Regions from separate parts of the Ovis aries genome. Here region 2 is linked to region 1. A link is a contact called in public Hi-C data. All regions are on one chromosome and are shown on one strand. The core of a region is the stretch at or near the end of the contact, and the rest is flanking DNA. Distances in the headings are between cores, read along the strand shown.

What was found. Hi-C and Micro-C count contacts between places; a contact is called where the count stands out from the background.
Region 2: a contact with region 1 is called in a Hi-C map of hypothalamus, with 3 times the contacts expected there. The contact joins two enhancer-like sites. A contact is called at or near these places in 2 of 16 Hi-C or Micro-C datasets (hypothalamus and skin fibroblasts).

Annotation. Positions count from the first base shown.
Region 1 is chr5:85,356,785-85,361,405 of ARS-UI_Ramb_v3.0, reverse strand. No RefSeq gene overlaps it. Among named protein-coding and RNA genes, the nearest start is that of TRNAC-GCA, 28 kb to the right of the region's middle. Within about 2 kb of position 1,780, at least 25 of the 54 cell types and tissues checked have an H3K27ac peak or open chromatin away from gene starts, as enhancers often do. A contact at or near this core is called in hypothalamus, where this site is marked.
Region 2 is chr5:85,584,723-85,589,485 of ARS-UI_Ramb_v3.0, reverse strand. The region is part of intron 1 of LOC114114910 (a long non-coding RNA gene); the gene reads right to left. Among named protein-coding and RNA genes, the nearest start is that of TMEM161B, 120 kb to the right of the region's middle. Within about 2 kb of position 1,650, at least 11 of the 54 cell types and tissues checked have an H3K27ac peak or open chromatin away from gene starts, as enhancers often do. A contact at or near this core is called in hypothalamus, where this site is marked.

The sequences.
Region 1 (4,621 bases), core at 531-3,030:
AGGAGCGATTTCCTGGAAATGAAATTGGCATTCAAAGAGGGTCAGGTTAAGCCCAGCACCCCTGGCCGCATTTTGGACCCCAGAAGGGCACTTCTTGCCTCCAACCTATTTAGAAAGAGAAAGGAAAAGGAACGGATGGAGGGAGGAAAAGGGGAGAGAGGAGAGCACAAGAGAGAAAAAGGGAGAAGAGGGGGATATTTAGCAAGTTAAGAGGTTAAATATTTGAACAGATTTGTAAATATATAGACAGCCCTTGTTATTTGGAATGTGTAATAATGCCTTTTGTGGTGCTGTCTGCCTGGGAGACCGCTCCCTAGCACCTTCCTCCCTGGCAAATCAACAGGACAGCTCAAAAGCTCGCAAAACAAAAACGGGGGGATGGGGGTGGGGGTGAGGGGAGGGCGATCCTCCTTTGGGGAAGGGAGATTCTTCTATACTGTCTTAAAAACAAGGATAGGAAGGGAAAAAAAGGAAAAGCAGAATAAATAAAAATGTTTTGTTTTTCTTGGATATGATTTTTCAGGAGCATCCCAGGAAGCCATCAGAGGCTGAAGTAATTTCAAAGTGTTGTTTAACCTGATGACATACTCTAGCTCTGTTCTCTATTGTGCATCCACTATTCTTTGAACCCAAATCTTCTGACAAGCGTGTGTGTGTGTGTGTGTATGTGTGTGTGTGTATTTAGAAAACGTGGGTTCACTAATAGGGCTTCCGTGGCTGAGCAGGGTGGTTTCTTCACGTTTTTCTCGCGTTTAGCGTTTTCTGGAAAACTGTACTGAGCGCTGTGGATGGCATCTGTCTTCTTGTGCCCGTGGGCGGAGGACACAGGCTGTGGGTGTGTCCCGCCCACAGTTGCGCGGGCGTGTGCGTGCGCGCGCACGCGTGTATACACGCATTCTCTACGGTGTGCCTCAAATGGAGCCTTTTTTTTTTTTTGCCCCTGCCAGCGTCCTGTGTATATTAGTATAATGCAAATAGAACCGTTCGGCTTGAGTATTTTTTTAGGAGGGGGAGGGGGTGAGCCATTTAAATTCTTCTCATATTTTATCGGTAGTCTTTCCACTGCATGTAAATTCACTGGGATGCCTTTTCAGAGGTCCGTGTGTGTGTGTGTGTGTGTGTGTGTGTGTGGTGGTGTGTTGGTTAGTGGGTGTGTGGGAGAGTGTGTATAACCTGTGAGCATCTTGTGAGTGATGTGTATTCTCTCCTGTATATCTCTGCACCCCCCTTCATGTTTTGTGTTCTTAGGGTGATTATGTGCATATTTACATATGTGTGCCTGTTTCCCTGCCTACACGCATTGTCTTTCTCTTTAACCCACCCACTTCATATATATTCTCTTATCTTTTGGCTAAGTGCCTTTTTTTTATCCCTCGAAGAATATTTATTGCTGTGATAATCTGAAATGAAAAGTGGTCTCCCATGAAGGAGATGGAAGAGAAAGGAGTGTTCATCTTTCTTAATAGACGGGGCAGAGCCAGTTGACTGGATCACAGGATTTCTCTGCACTTTCTGCGTGTCTGTGTGTGTGGCGGGGGTGGGGACACGGACAGGGGGCGGGGGAAGCGGCAAGAAAAGGAGCCTTTCACGAGAACAAAGGTGGGACATCGCGCCCCCTCGCGGCCAGGCTTCATATTGCGCAGACCTTGTCCTCTACGGCTTCTCCGCGGCCAAACGAATCCTGCGATTTGTCCGTTGAGCCATTCAGGAGTCGCCTCTCAGGCCCAGCCTCCGCCCTCAGCCAATCACCGGGCGCCATGCAAATCGCCTCTTCCGTTCTCCAAACAGGCGTCGGCTTCAGATGCTACTCTAGCCGCCCCTCCCCCGCCTCATTCTTCCGCTGTCCACCCCCGCCCTCCTCCGCTCCCGCCCTGGCAGCTGCTGGGGGATGAGGGCAGTGCCGGGCGCCTCGTGCATATGCAGATAATCTTCCTCATCCCTCCATCCTCTCCAGCTCTCCCCCTTTTCCCCCGCCCCCCACGATTCGGTCCCCTCTCCACTCCCACCCGCGCCTCCTTTGGATCCCCCGCCTTGTCCGAGCGCCTGGATGTGCAGTTCTCAGAGCCCTGGTACCAGGCAGCTGCTTCCCAGAAGGAGGCCTTACCGGGGAAAGGGAGGAAGGCATTACCCTTGAAATCCTCTCGAAGGTCAAGTTTGAGACTTGCTGAGCAGGGGCGAAAGGCGTTGAAACTGCGTCTGCAGGGTCTGCAGGAAGGCTTCTGCACGCAGACTGATTCCGAAATGCCTTTCTCCTCCGAAACACCAGATTAATTTCTGTGAAACACACAATGTACTGGTCACGTCCAAAGGCAGGGTGATGATAGATGATTTTGTAAGCCCAGAGCTACAGTGTGTATTTGTCTTGTACATCAAGGCTGCACAGCTCCCTAAACAAGGCTGCACAGCTCCCTAAACCGCAAAGAATTGGAGATGAGATCAAACAGCATTAGATCTACTTAGTAGCATGGGGGGGAGGGGGTGAGAAGACGGGCTGTGGAGGAGCGGGTGTGGGGCGCACTGCCCGCTGTGTGTGTGTGTTAGTCGCTCAGTCGTGTCCGATTGTGTGCGATCCCATGGACTGTAGCCCGCCAGGCTTCTCTGTCCATGGGGATTCTTCAGGCAAGAATACTGGAGTGGTGTGCCATTCCCTTCCCCTGGGGATCTTACTGAACCCCAGGGTCGAAGCTGGGTCTCCTGCATTTCAGGGGTGCCATTTAAAGTCAGGGCTTCCTGCGGCACAGGTGAGCGCTTAGAGCACGAACAGGACCCAGGAGAAGAAAAACCAAATCCTCGAAGAAAAAACAAGACCCGGGAGTAGTAGGTTGTTACTGGAACTTATATCCAGTCTGATTTAACGGCCTTTTACAGCCACCAGTAAAGGGTATTCACGCTTTGCATGTGGTCTGAACATGTGGAATGTACTGTGGGGTGCATTGAAGGGAAAAATGTCACTGAAGAAAATTGAGGTTGGTATAGTGCTCTGAGATCCTCTAAAGAGAAAGCAGGGAAATAGTGATGTGACTTTGTTTCATAGATGTCTATGTTGACACAGTAATTTCTAGAAACTTGACTCAGCTCCCCCTCAAATCTTACACCTTGGAGGTGGTGAGGAGAGAGCACAAGATTTGAAATAGTGTTTTGTCAGCATTTGGGCTTCCCGGTGGCTCAGATGGTAAGGAATCTGCCTGCAATGTGGGAGACCCGGGTTGGATCCCTGGGTCAGGGAGAGCCCCTGGAGAAGGAAATGGCACCCACTCCAGTATTTTTGCCTGGAGAATTCCATGGGCAAAGGAGGCTGGTGGGCTACAGTCCATGGGGTTGCAAAGAGTCAGACGCAACACTAACTAACACTGTCAGCATCTATCCATTGAACACGTTTTTATGGAGTCCTTATTCCATGCCAAGTATATAGCATCCTCGTACACGGAAAGCACATTATGTTCACCATGATTCTCAAGTATGGTAGAAGTTAGGAAGAGGAACAGGAATTCTGGAAGGTTTCCGTCTTAGAGATGCTCATGGCTTTTCAGAAGTGGGTGTGAGGGACAGGGAGGCCTGGTGTGTTGCAGTCCAAGGGGTCACAAAGAGTTGGACACGCTTGGGCAACTGAACAACTACAACATTAACACTGGGGTGCATATATCTTTTCAAATTAGGGTTTTTTTTTCAGACCTATACCCAGAAATGGAATTGCTTGGTCATATAGTAATTCTATTTTAAGTTTTTCGAGAAACTTCCATTTCTATTTTCCACAGTTACTCTACCAGTTTATATTCCCATCAACATTGCATAGGGTTCCCTTTCCTCCATATTCTTGCCAACATTTGTTACTTGTGTTCTTTTTGATGGTAGGCATTTTGACAGGCATGAGGTGATATTTCATGGTGGTTTTGGTTTGCATTTCCCTGATGATTAGCAGACGTTGAGCATGTATTCATGTGCCTATTAAACTTCTGCATTTCCTCTTTGGAGAAATGTCTATTCATTTCTTCTTCCCATTTTTTGAATTGGGTTGTTTATTTTCTTGATGTTGAGTTGTATGAGCTGTTTATATATGTTGGATATTAATCTCTTATTGGCCATATTATTTACAGATGCTTTCTCCCGTTCGGTAAGTTGTCTTTATGTCTTGTTGATGGTTTCCTTTGCTGTGCAAAAACTTTTAATTTTAATTAGGTCTTGTTTGTTTATTTTTTCTTTTATTTCCTTTACTTTAGAAGATGAACCCCCAAAAATACGTGATTTATTTTGTTCTGTGTTTAAATTTAAATTGCTGTGATTTATTTCTGCTATGTTTTCCTCCAGGAGTTTATAGTATCCGTTCGTACATTTAGCTCTTTGATCCATTTTGAGTTTATTTTTGTATATGGTATGTTCTAATTTCATTCTTTTATATGTAGCTGTCCAGTTTTCCCAGCACCACTTATTTAGCAGTCTGTCCTTTCTCCATTGTTCATTCTTCCTTCCTTGTCATAGATTAATTGACCATAAGTGTGTGAGTTTACTTCTGGGCTTTATATCCTGTTCCATTGATCTATGTGAAAGTGTTAGTCTCTCAGTCATGTCCAGCTCTTTGTGACCCCATGGACTGTAGTCAGCCAGGCTTCTCTGTCCATGGAAT
Region 2 (4,763 bases), core at 401-2,900, 230 kb before region 1:
TGAGCACTTTAGATGAAAGCAAATAGGCCTTTTTACCCCTTTATATTTATTAACCTCTGTTAGAAAATTTAACAGAAATCAGAGATGTGAAAGTGTAATGATGGACATGGATCATAAATTCTAATGAATAAAAAGCTAATGAAAAAAATGTTAAGCAAAAGCACTGAAAAAATGCAAATTGTATATTTTTTCTTTCTTGGGTTTAAAAGCCATAATATTTTTTTCTCTCTAAACATCTTTTGAAAGTTAAATTTCTGTTAATTTATATAGGAATTATTTCTGAATTATATTTGATTTTTAAAAAAGAGAAACCAGAAATATTTATCCACTGATTTGCAGTAACTATCAATTAATATTTTTAGAGATATTCTGGTTTAAGACATCAGGAAAATGAAAATCGCTATTTACAAAATAAAATAAAAAAGCCCAACATTAAAATGAAAATGCACAGATCATTGACAAAGATGCTTATAATTTAAAAACTTTGGCAGCACTGAAATTAAAGCTGTGAGAATCCCTTTTTATGGTAAGGAAAATGCAGATTTTAAGATTGTTGTATAATAGCCAGATATACTTATTTTATTTTCTAAAGTGTCACTTCTGGGTATTGTTTAGATGTTAAAATTGACTAAGAAATGTTTTTTAAAAACCTTTTATTCTTTCAACTCCACGAAAAATTATCTTGGGAAAGAGGTTGAGCTGTTTGTTTTGTTATGTTTTTTTAATTGTGGGCTTATATTTGTACTTCTGTTTTGGAGGTTAGTAATCCTTTCCTGATCCTGTAAACAGAAATTTGTCTCCCATCTTAGTGATTCTGAGATGCCAGATTACAATCCCAAGTGAGTGAAGAAAGTCTCCCCACCCCCACCAGGGACCACTCTAACTAGAGCAAATTCAAAGCAAATACTTCAGGCACTAGATCCTGGCTTTATCCAACTTCAGGAGCTGAGGCAAGCCCACCAACCAAAGCAGGGCACACAAGAAATGGCTGTTCCAGGAAGAAGCAAGACACAGGGCCTCAACTCGCACAAAGACGGAGCGCAATTGCACAGAAAATCACCACCAAAGGGATCGGGAAATACCCAGATACATTTTGCAGAGATGTCTTCAAATTCTCATGTGGGAAATGAAAGATTAAAGATTATAAATATCTTTAAATTTTGATGTGGAAAAATGAGATGAAGAGATTGTATCCTTACATTTTTAATTTAAAAAAATAGTGATTTCATTTTTTTTTTCCTTCTCTTGTATGAAATTCTGACTTTGCACATGGGTACAAGAAACACAGTCATTAAAAATAAGACAACATAGTGATGATATGTGAGCAGTGTCTGCCTGAAGCTGGGTGGTTTGCTTGTGACTGTTTTTCATTCACTTTATTTATTTATTTTTTACAATATGTACTGGCAGAAAGTGAAAGAAAGGCACACCATAGGCTCTTTGAGATGAAACAGTGTAGCCAAATCTGAGTTTCAGACTTGGTTTTCAAACTATGGAAGAATATCCTCTGAGACCTCTTAGGTCTTAACTGGATTAAAATGAATATATTTGTGCTCTGGCTCTTTTCAGCTAACTAATGTGCATGTGAATTGATAGTGTGCGAGGGAGCGGGTGAGAGCAAGTGTGTGTGACACAGGGAGAGGCTGCGGGCTCCGGGCGGAGGGTGACTGTGAAGGAGCGTGCAGGACGGTGTGGGCTGCCTCCAAAGAGGGAGAGAAATGAAAATTAGCAGGCCCTGGGCTCCGGTGCGTTTTGTCTTGACGGGAGCCAGAAGAGAAGCTTGGTTGGGAGATGAGGAGGAAGGAGAGGGGTGGGGGTAAAGAGAGGGTGGAGAAGGGGGTGTGGCGTGTGTGTGTGTGTGTGTGTGTGTGTGTGTGTGTGAGCTGAGGTTTCAGTTATGGCTGAGCTTTGGGGTTTTGTTTTGTCGGTTCCTGGCATAAACAGACTGGAATTTCAGTTTCAGGTTAGAGTGTGTGCAGAGGGGTGCTTGTCGAAGTTTCTTTTTCTGGCCCTTCACTATGGTTGCTGCTCAGAACATTACTGCTGCTACAGAGGGGGTTTGGGGGGAGCAGCCAGGGATGCTGGTCTGTCTGCAGCTGCCCCTCTCACACTTGAATAAAAGAACTTTTTTTTTTTCCAGGGGTAGGGGAGCTGTGAATACCTTTCCCAATAAGAGATGAGGCATATTGAAAACTATATTAAATTACCCTGATTAACAATTTAGCCACGAACAGGGGAGCTTTGGGAGATCTCTATAGGCAGGACTGGGGGCTATTCATGCCAGCAGCTAAGAGGTCGAAAGGTTTCTGAAGTTCACAGGCTCAGAGCCTTTGTTATGCTAACAGACAATCTCAAATCAGCTGCCTAGTGGAGTGTGAAATATAAATGATTCCTTGAGAACTTCCAATAAGTTGTCACTCTTGCTCTCCAAATACCAGGACAGGCTGCTAATTTCTAGCAGGCCCTTTTGCAACATGGCTAGCCCTAAATGAATGCCTTTGTAGTTCAAATAATCTTTTCAAGGGAGCTGTCCTATCTTCATAGCCCAATGCATCTTGGTTTTGACTATTAAATGAAAATCAGGGCTCAGCAGTGCTTGACTTTTCCAATCGCCCGACGTTTGGGAAGGGTGGTGGCAGCTCTCATGCACAACAAGTTAGCACCCACTGCAGGAGGCTGGGGCATTAATAACAGCCGAGACCCCAGGAGCTACCCCAACTCTCACCCCCAACTCCCTACCGGGAACAATGCTCCGGGAGAGATTTACGTGGTTTCCCTCAGGCTGGACTACCTTCTTCTTTCAACCACACCAACATTTCTCTGATTTATGAACCCTCTGTCCAAGAGGACGGCCAGCTGACCTGCCAACATCTGACTGGTCACTTCGAAGCATCAACTTTGGAGAGGGAGGTATTCATTCTTCAGGGCAGGAGAGGCCAAGGGGAAGACGGCAAGGTGTGTGTCCAGGCCATACCCCTAGTATCAGATGCGTGTGGATATTATTTTCATCATTTGCCCATAAGAAGGATATAAACATAGCTTATGATCTTGAGTGTGACCTTTGAGCATGTCCAGATGAATAAAAAAAAAAAAAAAAAGGCCCTGGCACTCTGAGTCTGAATTACAAAGCTTTTTAAGTAAGGAAAACCACTCCCCAGACAAGCTGGGGGGAGTGAGACTGAGAATGTATGTGAGAGAATATGCCCAAATCAAACATTCTAGTAAGAAAGGACAACGCTAATTTATACAAATAAAGGAAACACGAAAGAAAGAGGACAGAGACCAAAGGCAATGAGAAATCCATCTGCATCAGTCTTCACAGAGGAAGGGATAAAACCTTTACAGTAATACCTTGAGACCTAAAAATTTGGGAATTTCTGATTCCCATGTCCTTGACTTCTTTACTGAAATGCAAAAAACTCCATGATATCACAGAAGTGTCTGCTTTTTTCCAAACAGAGCAGGTTTGATTTTTGGCAAGGAATGGAAAAAAAAAAAATCAAATGGACTGCATTTCTTAATATATTCTTAGGGTAAGTTTATAAGCATGTAAATACATAGAAGCAGTATGTTTTAATACACCCTTAGGTAACTTTATAAAGCTTGATGGTATAGCTGTACAGAAAATCAAGGACATTGATCACCCTTCATCATCTTCTTCCTCTCACTACAATGATTTACAAGTGTTACTAACCACAATGATTTTAAAATATTACTTCAAAAATGATTGGGGAGTTCATTCTGATTGGAATAGAAACTGATTTAAGTAAATACTTTTTTTGCCTTAGGTATAGTTAGATTTACAACTATATATTAAAACATTAATTAAATAGAAATAAATGATGGTGTAATGTGTTCCAGTTTTGAAATCATCTAGCTTATATGTTTAAATCTTGTTTGTTTTTTAAAAGCAAGAATACAGCATACAATGGTAAAAGACTCTGGGATTCGACTTAGAGAATTTAGCTATCAGAATAGGAGAGCGTTTAGGATTCAGATTTTTGTTTCAGACCCTTATGTGTTTTGCCCAGTAAACCAATCTGCAAATACTATTGACTAGAAAAATGAGTTCAGATTACTGACACTAAACAAGTAAAAGTTTGTGGTTTCTTCGGCCAAATGCCAGAATTAGACAATAATTCGTTATTGATCTACTCACACCCTTTTCAGAGGGACTTAGGATCCTGGTCACCCTTATTTCAGAGACAGCAGAATGACTGGCTTCAGGGGCACATCTCATTACACAAAACTGAAGGCAACCCAGAGCTGAAAGTTCAACAGAGACAACATAACTTGCTTAAATTTAACTTTTCACCCACCCCCTTTTCATTTTTAAAGTTAATTAATATTAAACTGTCAGTATCTAAGTTATTGACACATGCTGGACATTCAAAGGGGAAACACCTTCCCTGTGCTTCCAAATACTTATTTTTACCACTTCCAAGGGTCCTCTCTCTTTCTGTCTTTAACACATCAAAACAGGGAAGAAAGCGCTTTTGTGTTATAACTACAGAGAAAACATTTGAGAATGTGTCAATGCTGTGAATACCAGCACCAGTTTGGGGGTTGGTTTGTTTTTCCCCCTGCCGGGGTATTTCTTTTCCCTTTGCTTTTGAGTCTTTAAACTCTGGCCACTTTGAGAAAAAGCAATGGTTGAAATGAAAAGTTAGGACAAATTGCGTTAAACCTGTGTGTTGCCAGAATATGAGCGTGATGAAAGCAGTATTGGGACGTGGCAGAGCTGAGCAGCTCTCCACACACAG